Linked DNA regions of Mus musculus: region 1 is linked to region 2. Evidence: chromatin contacts called from public Hi-C data. All regions are on one chromosome and are shown on one strand. The core of a region is the stretch at or near the end of the contact, and the rest is flanking DNA. Distances in the headings are between cores, read along the strand shown. Region 1 has its middle 12 kb from the start of Gm11494. Region 2 has its middle 52 kb from the start of Gm34677.

Evidence for each region. Hi-C and Micro-C count contacts between places; a contact is called where the count stands out from the background.
Region 1: a Hi-C map of uterus shows a contact between it and region 2, with 5 times the contacts expected there. The contact joins two enhancer-like sites. A contact is called at or near these places in 2 of 15 datasets of contacts at CTCF or cohesin (pro-B cells and stem cell-derived epiblast-like cells), 30 of 484 Hi-C or Micro-C datasets (the Ba/F3 cell line, the G1E-ER4 cell line, LSK cells and 12 more) and 1 of 115 datasets of contacts at active chromatin or transcription factors (bone marrow-derived dendritic cells).

The regions. Positions count from the first base shown.
Region 1 is chr11:90,152,343-90,158,137 of GRCm38.p6, reverse strand. No RefSeq gene overlaps it. Among named protein-coding and RNA genes, the nearest start is that of Gm11494, 12 kb to the right of the region's middle. Within about 2 kb of position 2,522, at least 19 of the 459 cell types and tissues checked have an H3K27ac peak or open chromatin away from gene starts, as enhancers often do. A contact at or near this core is called in uterus, where this site is marked.
Region 2 is chr11:89,934,209-89,939,409 of GRCm38.p6, reverse strand. No RefSeq gene overlaps it. Among named protein-coding and RNA genes, the nearest start is that of Gm34677, 52 kb to the right of the region's middle. Within about 2 kb of position 1,584, at least 4 of the 459 cell types and tissues checked have an H3K27ac peak or open chromatin away from gene starts, as enhancers often do. A contact at or near this core is called in uterus, where this site is marked.

The DNA.
Region 1 (5,795 bases), core at 1,273-3,772, 220 kb before region 2:
GAGTTATAAGTCTGGCTGCTGATGTTGAAGAACCATCAGGAAGAGAGGTGAGAACTGAATAAATGTCTCCATTTGGCAAATTTCTTATATTTGTTTAATGGAAAGAGGGATGGTTAACAACCCCTTTCAGTGGTGGAGAGAATTCGGGCATTTGTCCCCTGCAGTTCTGATGTTTGTGTTGACCTTCTGGGAACCTGGCATCACATAATCCAAGCCTGCTTTGGTCCTGTGGAATAAGAGTCTCACCTCTTACTGGCTCTCTCTGTTACTTCCCTTATATCACCTGTTAAGTCAACCATTACTTCTTCATCCTCCCTTTCAAAATCTAACCCTTTGCTGACCGACATCTTTAGTATACTGTCATCTTCCCCAGCACCCTCCTTAGCTTCATGTCCTTATATCACTTGAACTTTTATCAAATCATTTCCTTTCTTTTGGAAGGATTTTAGGCAGGAGTTAAATGTGTACGTTTCTGTAATGTGTTTACCTTTAGGGGCATCAGGACGACCATATGTAGTCGATACTCACCGCTGTCTTCTTTGTTCCCCTTATCAGTGCCTGTCATCTGATGAATCACATAGAAAGCAGTTTATTTTTTATCTTGTTCTGTATTTAAATTTTATTTTATGTGTATGGCTGTTTTGTCTGCACGTATGTCTGTGTACCACTTGCATGCCTTGTGCCTGCAGAGGTCAGAAGAGGGCTTCGGATCCCCTGGAAGTTGAGTTAAAGACAGTTGGGAGGCACCATGTGGGTGCTGGGAATCAAACCTGGTTATCTGGAAGAACACTCAGTGCTCTTAATGGCTGAGCCGTCTCTCCAGCTCTCTGCCCCACTTTGGTTTTATTCTAATGAGAGTAATCTCGGTGAGAACCTGAACTTCATTAATATGTTTATGAACAAGCTTCAAAGAAATGGGTGTGCTGTAACAACAACAACAACAACAACAACAACAACAACAACAAAAGCAAGTTGTAGCAAGATCTCACAGTCTAGAACAGCTCTTAGACAAGATCTAATATACCACAGGTTGGCCCTCAACACCTTCTGTGGCCTTGTATGACCTTGAACTTCTGATTCTCTGTCCTCTGCCTCCAGAGTGCTGGGGTTACAGACACATGCCCTAATGCTTGAGAGGAAATACCTCTGAGAATATCAATCCTAGAACCACCTTAGTTGAGATAGTTTTGGCGATTTTCCTGAAGCATAGACTTATTTAGTTTTTTAGAAAGGCTCTTGGCATGTAGACCAGGCTTTCTTCCAATTCCTCATCCTCCTGCCTTAGACTCCCAAGATGCTGGGATGAGAAGCATTCACCACACCAGCACATGGAGATTTATGATTCCCCACCTTAGAGCCACCAACACAGAGCTTCTGAGGGTGGGTTTGAGAATTCAACATTCAACGCTCTTTTCTGATGAAGGGCGTTTACTCTGAGGTTGGGAGGCTGCTGACTTGTAGACCAAAGGGCTGAGGTCATCTAATGAGAAGGTGAGTGGAAGTGGGTATATTCCTTTGGGTACACATTAGTGTGTGTGTGTGTGTGTGTGTGTGTGTGTGTGTGTGTGTGTGTGTGTTTGTGTGGATTTAACACTGAGGGTTAATCTTGCAGGAGGTGATCAACACAACTGCATAACCTCTCTGTAGAGATGAACTATTTAGGAGGTGATTTTAGCCACCGAGCCATATGATTGGGCCTGTATTTTCAAAAAAATCCTCTGGATGCTGGGAAGTAGTTTTGTCTTTCTGAAACCTCAATAATGCTCTGGAGAAATATATGGTGAGAAGAGAGTGTGAGCTTTTGGATCAAATAAGCCCAAGATTCTCTCTGTGTATGTGCATGTACATATGGGTGTATCTTTATTCATGTACATGTGTGAGGTCAGAGGACATTTCTCAGGTGCCATCTACCTTTAAAACGTAGTGCTTTTACTAGACTGGGATTCACAAAGTAGGCTAAGCTGGATGGCTACTAAGCCCCAGGGATCCATGTGTCTCTTCTTCCTCTGGGATTACAAGTGAGTAACATCAAGCCTCATTTTTTAGACATGGTTTTGTAATGTAAGTCCTTATCTTGCAAGCAGGTTGCTGAGTCTGAGCCGTCTCCTCTGCCCTGGAGACAGACTGTTATTAGCCATATGAGTGAATGGAACTAGAAAGCCTCTCTCAGCCTTACTTTTCTCCTGTGCAGAATGGAGAGACAGCCCACTTCTCTTTGGCTTCCCAGAAAGTCGGGCCATTTTAATTCATGTGAAATACCTGGGATCCCTCTGGGAGGCAGGGATTCTAAAGATTTTCCACCCCACCCCCTTCCTGGGCTGCTTCTGCTTGGCACAACAAGCTAGGAGTGAGTGAGTTCTGAACCCAGCCATGGATTAAAGTCCTGAGCAATGCCTGGGAGACGTTGAGTAAGGAAGGACCCTTAAAAACAGCTTCATGGAAGAGAAGAAAGTAGTGAGACCAGCCCTGGATGAAAGGGGGCATGAATAATTTATATGCAGACTGGCTTTGTCGTCAGGGAGCTGGGTCTGGCAGCCAACTATTCAAGGAGATGTTTCTCAAAGAGCAGCACAAATCACTTTAGCTCCTGCAATAAAGTTTCCCAAGTGTTTCCAGTTGCTTTCTCTCCTCCTCACTGGTACCTTGCTTCTAACTGCATAGGCTAAAAACATCCGTGCTGGCCTGTATCCATGGCAGAATGCAATCTCTAACGTCAAAACAAAACAAGCAATGGACATTCTGGATTTTTCCTCCTGTCCCTTCTCCATCCTTTCTTCTGTCTTTCTTTCCACGTTTTTCCTAATTTATAGCTTAAACAATTAGCCTTTCAGAGTGGGGCCCGTTTTACATTTCCTTGTTCCTTGAACTGAGTGATGGTTTGAGCTGAGCTCTGTTCTTGAGTTTGTGTCCCGTTCTTCCTCCCACATCCACTCTCTGCTGTGTCCTGCCAGCTCTCATTAAGTTTTATATCCAAGTATCTGCCCTCTTCTCTTGAATGCAGCCTTTAATGTTCATTGCAACCTTCCTTCAGCTGTTAGAACAGACAGGGAGATATCCAGGATCAACCCTGCCTTACTGAGGCATTATTATATTCTAGAAAGCATAAGTAAATGCATATAAACACTCATATTAACATAATATCAAAAACTCACTATGTGCCTGGCAATATTAATACAGAGATAATAAAATATGAGTAGGCTGTGTGAGTAAAAGAACTGGGATTTTTATGCTTATGAGGGAGGTGGACAGCACACACACACATGTAGAGAGCTATAACAGAGAAAAGATAATGACAAAATACTTAAAGATGTCTTACAGGAGGAAAAACTTGTGAGTGGTTTTGGGGATACATCAAGAGTTCAATTTTGAAATTCAAAATTTTATACTCTTATAAAAGCCAACATTTAATTGGGACCAGCTTGCAGTTTCAGAAGTTTAGTCTGTTTTCTTAATGGCAGGAAGCATGGCAGCATCCAGGCAGACATGGTGATGGGGAAGGAACTGAGAGTTCTACATCTGGATCCACAGGCAGAAGATGAGGACTGTGTACCATGGCTCTGGCTTTAGCATCTCATAATTTTAAGACTCTGAGATGTATCCAATATGTAGTATTTAGTACATAAGGTACACATCGTATATGTAGCTATTTGTAAATCTGATGCTAAGAAAGAAGTGCAGAGGACAGGAATGGGGGTACACATCTGTAACTCCAGAATTTAGGAGGCTGAGTTGAAGGAGGATTTAAGTGAGCCTGGGTTATAGCAAGATTGTCTTTCAAAAAAGAAAAGAACAAGACTATTACAAATTAGAACACAATCAACATACAGGTTGCGTATCCATTGGGAGAATAAACAAGTTGTAAAACAAAACAAACAAACAAACAAACAAAACAAAACAAAACAAAACAAACCAAAACAAAACAAAACCCAACATTAGACCCCAAATAGAGTTAATGCAATAGAACTTAAATTTATTTCCCCTTTCATGTAATATTTCAGAAGAGGGTTAGCGATTTCTCTAGAGTTAGTCAGAACCATTCCTCAAGGTCATTCAGTGATTTGGGTGACTTTATTCTTATTTGTCACCCTCTTGAATATTATTGCTCTTACTGTGTTTGAAATTAGTTCATTAGCCCCACTGAGGTATTTTATAATTCAGAAAAGGTAGGGAAAATGACACCTTCTTTGAAGGAAGTAACCTAGAGGTTTCATATGTTCTTTAGCTGCAAGAGAGGCTGCAAATAGAGTCTACTACAAGAAGATCCTGTGCCAGTTGGATTAGATACCAATTCCATTACTGAGAGAGGCTGACTACTACTGGCATATTTTCTATCAATGATGTAATGAGTCCAAGGGCTGGAAGTCTCAAAGCAAGTAGATCAGTATTTGGGATAGTTAATTCTTTATTCTGGAAGGCTTAATAGGTTGCACAGAAGAATTGATCTCCTAATGATCTCTCTTCTTTATCAATTGGACACCAATGTCATTGTTCTATTAGTGATAATAAAAAATGTCTTCAGTCGCTGATAAATGTCTCCTAGGAGATAAATCTTATTACTGTTTGTGGGAATTCACTTTAATTAGCAAGATTAAAACTAAATTAAGGAAAAGTAAGGTCACCAGGGAAGAGAGTTTTGATGAAGGGTCATTTACATTAGGCTGTCATGTGGTCAGGTCTATGGGGGATTGTCTAGGTTGACGTGGACAGAACTCTTCCCTAGGTAGATAATCCTGAATTGTGTGAGAGGAGAAACGGATTTGAGTCCAAGCAAGCTGGTAAATGATGGCACATTTTTATCTTTTTGTTCTTGTGTTTGGATGTGATACAACTTAGGTATGTCAACCTTCTACCACTGTGACTTCCCCACAGTGATGGACTGTAACCTGGGGCTGTGGACTAAAAGAAACCCTTTCTCCTTTGAGTGGCTTTTCATCAGGGTATCCCATCGAGGCAACAGAAATGAAACCAGAATATCGCTGATACTCACTGGGCTGCACGAAGGAAGATGCTAGAGCAATGAGAATGTGTGGGTGAGGTTTAAAGAGTTAAAGCACAGAAACACTGGGTAGAAGGGGAACAAAGTAAGCAGAGGAGTCGGGAAAGGAGTAGGCAAAGGCTGTGAAGTGAAAGCTAAGACTGAAGATATCCTTAAAAAACAGTATCTAAACTTTGTCTCTGTAACTCCTTCCATGGGTGTTTTGTTCCCAATTCTAAGAAGGGGCAAAGTGTCCACACTTTGGTGTTCATTCTTGAGTTTCATGCGTTTAGCAAATTGTATCTTATATCTTGGGTATCCTAAGTTTCTGGGCTAATATCCACTTATCAGTGAGTACATATTGTGTGAGCTCCTTTGTGATTGGGTTACCTCACTCAGGATGATACCCTCCAGGACCATCTAGAGACTGCCATATCCGGGGATCCATCTCATAATTAGCTCCCAAACGCTGACACCATTGCATACACTAGCAAGATTTTGCTGAAAAGACCCAGATAGAGCTGTCTCTTGTGAGACTATGCTGGGGCCTAGCAAACACATAAGTGGATGCTCACAGTCAGCTATTGGATGGATCACAGGACCCCCCAATGGAGGAGCTAGAGAAAGTATCCAAAGAGCTAAAGAGATCTACAACCCTGTAGGTGCAACAACATTATGAACTAACCAGTACCCCGGAGCTCTTGACTATAGCTGCATATGTATCAAAAGATGGCCTAGTCGGCCACCACTGGAAAGAGAGGCCCATTGGACTTGCAAACTTTATATGACACCAGTACAGAGGAACGCCAGGGCCAAAAAG
Region 2 (5,201 bases), core at 335-2,834:
AGATCTTCGATTGTCAGCCCACCTCAGCACTCTGTACTGTGCTAAGTGGAAGGGATAGAAAGACAGCAGTGAGGCTGGAGAGAAGAGCTGAGCTCCTGCCGAAATGGTCACAAGACATTATTTCAGGGACTGGAGAGTAAAGTTTCAATGAAGTGCTTTTCACACAAACATGAGAACTTGAGCTGGGTGTGGTGGTGCACGCCTTTAATCCCAGCACTCGGGAGGCAGAGGTAGGCGGATTTCTGAGTTTGAGGTCAGCCTGGTCTACAAAGTGAGTTCCAGGATAGCCAGGGCTGTACAGAGAAACCCTGTCTCAAAAAACAAAAACAAAAACAAACCAACAACAACAAAACCCAACAAAACAACAACAAAAAACAAAAAGAAAAAAAAGAAAAAGAAGAGAACTTGAGTTTGAATCCCCAGTACCTATGTGAAAAGTAGTGGCTGCAGAGACCTGCGACTGTTGTGGAGTCAGAGACACCAGGACCCCGGATGCTCAGAAACTGCCTTGTCTAGGCAAATTGAAGAGCTTCAGGTTCAGTGAGAGACCATGCCTCGAAGGTGTAGAGTATTGCACACCCACACATACACATGAACACACAGATTTTTAAATTCTGTGTTTATCTCAGCCTTGCTTTCAACGTTGATGCATCCACAGTTGGTCACAGCTGTGTTTTCTAGCTGTAGACTCAACTTCCCTCAAGCATTTCTGAATGAAAATGGATAATATACCATGGTTCTGCATTCTTGGCTGCTTTGCTAACTCCACTTACTAGACCCAGGACTCAGGGGTTTTCAAGCAAACGGCTGGCAATTAGGTCTGAGAACTACTTATGATATTGATGACCTTGGTGTCCAGAATAAATGTGGGCCCAGCTTCCTTCTCCTGCCTGGTTTCCCTACATTCACTCAGTCTATAGAACAAAGCTGCATCCCCCCCATGAGTCTCCTTCAAGTGAACTGTTAACTTATCTAGTACACTAGCCTCATATGAACTATACTGAACTATAGCCCACACTGTACTATAGATAGCAATGCAAAGTTTCTAAGGGTCCATCCTCAAACTCTTGACTATCAATAATTGAATCTTCTTCACACTGAGAGGAGGACATCTGGTGTCAATATCTATTAGAATTCTAGATATTCTCCAGAATTGGGACCTAGCTATAGAGATAAACAGACCTGGGCCCAGTCCTCTGAAAGAAGTCAAGACTTTGAAGCCAGGAGTGGCCTAGAACAGTTCTCTGGGACTAAGAAAAGACTCCATTAAGTCCCCCCCTGAAACAACCTAGGATTCACATGCCCATATTCCTTGCTATAGGCCGAATACTGCATTAATTTTAGGTCATTACCATAGGCTGCTTTTTCAACAATACTACATGTTTCTTTCATCTTTATTCTAATCAAGCCTCAAACAAAAAAAATCTATCACTGACTGTAGAAAAGAGTTTGTGGGTAAGGAGGAGGGGTCTGGGAGAGAAAATAAAAGTGAAGCAAAACAGAAACTGTTGAGTGAGCCAAATGGCTTCAGGCGAGTCAGCTTATCCCCCACCAGGTGCAGAAATGACTTTTTAATGTCTCCTTGTTTTCATGTTTAAGGAAGAAAGAAACTGTCCCAAGCTCATGACTCCTTGTTCAGTACAGAGGATACGAGATACTTGACCTTTTGATTCATGTTCTAGGCAAAGTAGAAGTCCCTAAACTGGAGCTCTGAGAGTCCAGGAGGGAAGTTTGTGGTTTGTAGCTTGAGAAATGGCCTGGATGCCTGCCTTTTAAAATACAGTGCCTCTAAGTCAACTTCAAAATAAGAACGGAGATAAACACTAGGTCATTTCTATTTTGTGTTGAGTTAAGTGTTTGCTTCAAACAGAGAAGCAAAATAGACACAGAAGTGAGATGGGGGGGGTGGGGTGGTGGAGGGGGGCGTGGCTAAGAAAATTAATCATTAGATGTTACTGCCACCTAGTGATGATTCAACACCTGGCTGCCAGTCACGTTTTCATGCTACAAAGGTGATGCCCTGCCTCGACCTCGGCCTTGCAGGCTTCAGGATGGAGCCTGAGCTAGTGGATGAAGGACTCGTGGTGGGAGGCACTTCTTTACACAGGTGGGATGGCCAATTCCGAGTTCTCTGCTCTAATAATCCTTTATTTAAAACTCTTCATTGGGTGGGTCTGGGAGATGGCTTGATTGGTGTAGCATTTACTGCACATGCAGGAAGAACGGACTGTAAATCCACATTGCCCACAGAGATGCGTAAACACTGGGTTTGCATGGTTCATCCGAGAGCTTGGGAGACGGAGACAGAGACAGAGGATGCAGGAAGCAAGTGGGTACTGGTAGCTGGATTAGCCAAACCAGCAAGCTCCAGGTTCAGTGCGAGACCCTGCCTGAATATGCGTGTGAGGCAGCAAGTGATTAAGGAAGATGCCTAGTGTTAGCCTCTGACCTCACATATAACTGCATGCATGTGTACGTGTATGACTACATTTGTAAGCACATAAACACCCATAAACACACATGAAAACATTTTAAATGCCATTCATTAGAAAAATAAAATGGGAATTTCTTTAAAAGTTTCTTTTAATTTTTTATTAGATATTTTCTTTATTTACATTTCGAATGTTAGCCCCTTTCCTAGTTTCCCCTCTGAAAATTCCCTATCCCCTCCCCCACCCCCCTGCTCCCCAACCCACCCACTCCCGCTTTCTGGCCCTGGCATTCCCCTATACTGGGGGCATAGAACCTTCATAGGACCAAGGGCCCCTCCTCCCATTGATAACCAACTAGTCCATCCTCTGCTAGGTATGCAGCTGGAGCCAGGAGTCCCACCATGTGTTTTCTTTGATTGGTGGTTTAGTCCCAGAGGCTCTGAGGGTACTGGTTAGTTCATATTGTTGTTCCTCCTATGGGGCTGCAAACCCCTTTAGCTCCTTGAATATTGTGTGATATGCACTCACTGATAAGTGGATATTAGCCCAGAAGCTCAGAATACCCAAGATACAATTTGCAAAACACATGAAACTCTTTAAAGGTTTTTAAATTATATTTTTAATTCAGTAGGTCTCTCTCTCTCTCTCTCTCTCTCACACACACACACACACACACACACACAGAGAGAGAGAGAGAGAGAGAGAGAGAGAGAGAGAGAGAGAGAGGGAGAGAGGGAGAGGGAGAGAGAGAGTGTGTGTGTGCATGTGTGTATATGTTCAGTATATGAGTCTATATTATATCCTTCTACCATATGAACCTTGGGGACTGAAGTCAAGGTTCAAGCTTTGCAGCAAGCACTTTTAACTTCTGAGCTTTCTTGTCAGCCTTAGCCTTTCTTTAGTACAACTCCATGATCCCTATGTATGTATGTATGATCTGTATTCATACATGTTATGTCCCAGTTTCCTGTTTTGTCTAGCACAAACCTTGTCTCTTTATAACACTCCCCAGGGCTCTATGTCCAATCAGGTTCTCATCCCCGCCACATTTGCATGGCGGATGTAAGTGGATACAAGAAAGGAAGGGCAGAAGAAAATTCGAAGGCTTGAGAAAGAATAGATTACCTGCATTGGGCCAACTGCCCTTTCCATGTTTCTGGGAGGTCAGTACACCCTAATATGAAAGATGAGAAGATTCAAGGTCAGAAGTGTTAGGCAACAGAATTAGGTCTGAGATGACACCGTCAACTGCAGTGGTACAACTGAGGTATGAAGCCAGTGTGTCTGCCTTCTTTGTACAGGGAGTGTATGGAGCTTGAAAGACACAGTGATGTGATGTTGGAAAGGAACATGGAGAGTGTGAAGAGTCAACCATGCTCCCTCAGCTCAGGAAGGAGTCAGCAAGGACAGCAGAAGCACGGGTGGATGTGAATGCCAAGTGTTTTACTAAAACAAGTATACTCCCACTGAAGAAAGGTGTGCATCATAAAGGTATCCATCTCTGAAGATCCACAAAGGCAGGAGAAGTGAGGGAGAGAGGATACCGTCCAGATCCAGCAGTCCCTTTGGTGTACAGGGGAAAAGTCGCTGACAATGGTGGACAAGATACACAATAGACTTCTGCTGTCTTGAAATGTGGATGAAAGTCATAAAGCCAAGGACAATGAAGATGAGCCTGGTTCACTTTCTTCATTGGCAGCAAAGATGCTTCTGGTTGTCTGGGCTCTTAGATGGTCAATGGAATGTTTGGAAAGTTCAAGTCAATGAAATAGATATATTTCATTCCAGCTCTGGCCTCTACAGCATTCGCCAAGGTCCTACAAGTGTTTTTCTTCTTTAGCCAGAGAGTAACTCTGGAGTGATGTTGAGGTCTCGGAATGAAGTGGAATCAAACCTTGATCCTTAAAAATATCACTTGACAGACTCTATTCTCCCTGGCACTCATTATTGGATTGGGTTGTGAACAACAAAACAAAGGACTAAGCTTATTTATTTTATCATTCAGTGTACCTTGACTTGACTGATGTACCGACGTACAATTTAGACACCAAGGATATATATTATTGTAGGCTGTTAAAAAGAATAAGAATAGCCACAGTTCTTCCCTGATCCTTGGATCCAGGCTCCTTGCACCTTGCCTCTGTGTTTTCTCTCACTACAAAGGAAAAAAAAATCTATTCCTCTATATCTATTTATACATAACACAAGTTAACCTGTGGTTTCTTTCAGCAAATAAGATATAACTGTAACAGTATGCCACCTTGGAGTATAAGTCTGTAGAAGACATAAACCCTACCATCCTCTTAGAATCATGATTAACCACACATCAAAGCTGTGGCCTTCTGATTGTCAGGTAAAGACATTTGCCCTTGTCCCTTGTGCCTGCCTTCCAGTGTCCTGCATGATGGAGATGACAGAGACACAGGCAGAGGAGGAAGTGTCCGAGGGATGAACACATAGAACAACAGTGGTCTCTGTGGAGGAAATTAATAGGCGCTGGATGTTTGAGACCTGATGACATCGAACCTGACTCTTTAAAGCCAGAACAGAGTCATGGGTCTAAGACTTGCCCAAAAGATGCTCTGGGGATAGGAAAGGATCTTAAAGGGCCAGGAAGGAGAAAGATCTTTCTCATGCATCCCTGCCCTGCCCCCTGTTCTTCCCCATGAGTCAGATGGTTCCTTGCATTCAAGCCCACAGTCCTTGACTTGGGCAAATCTCCGACCCATCTCAGCTTCCTAACCTGTACAGTTCAGATAATAATTACAT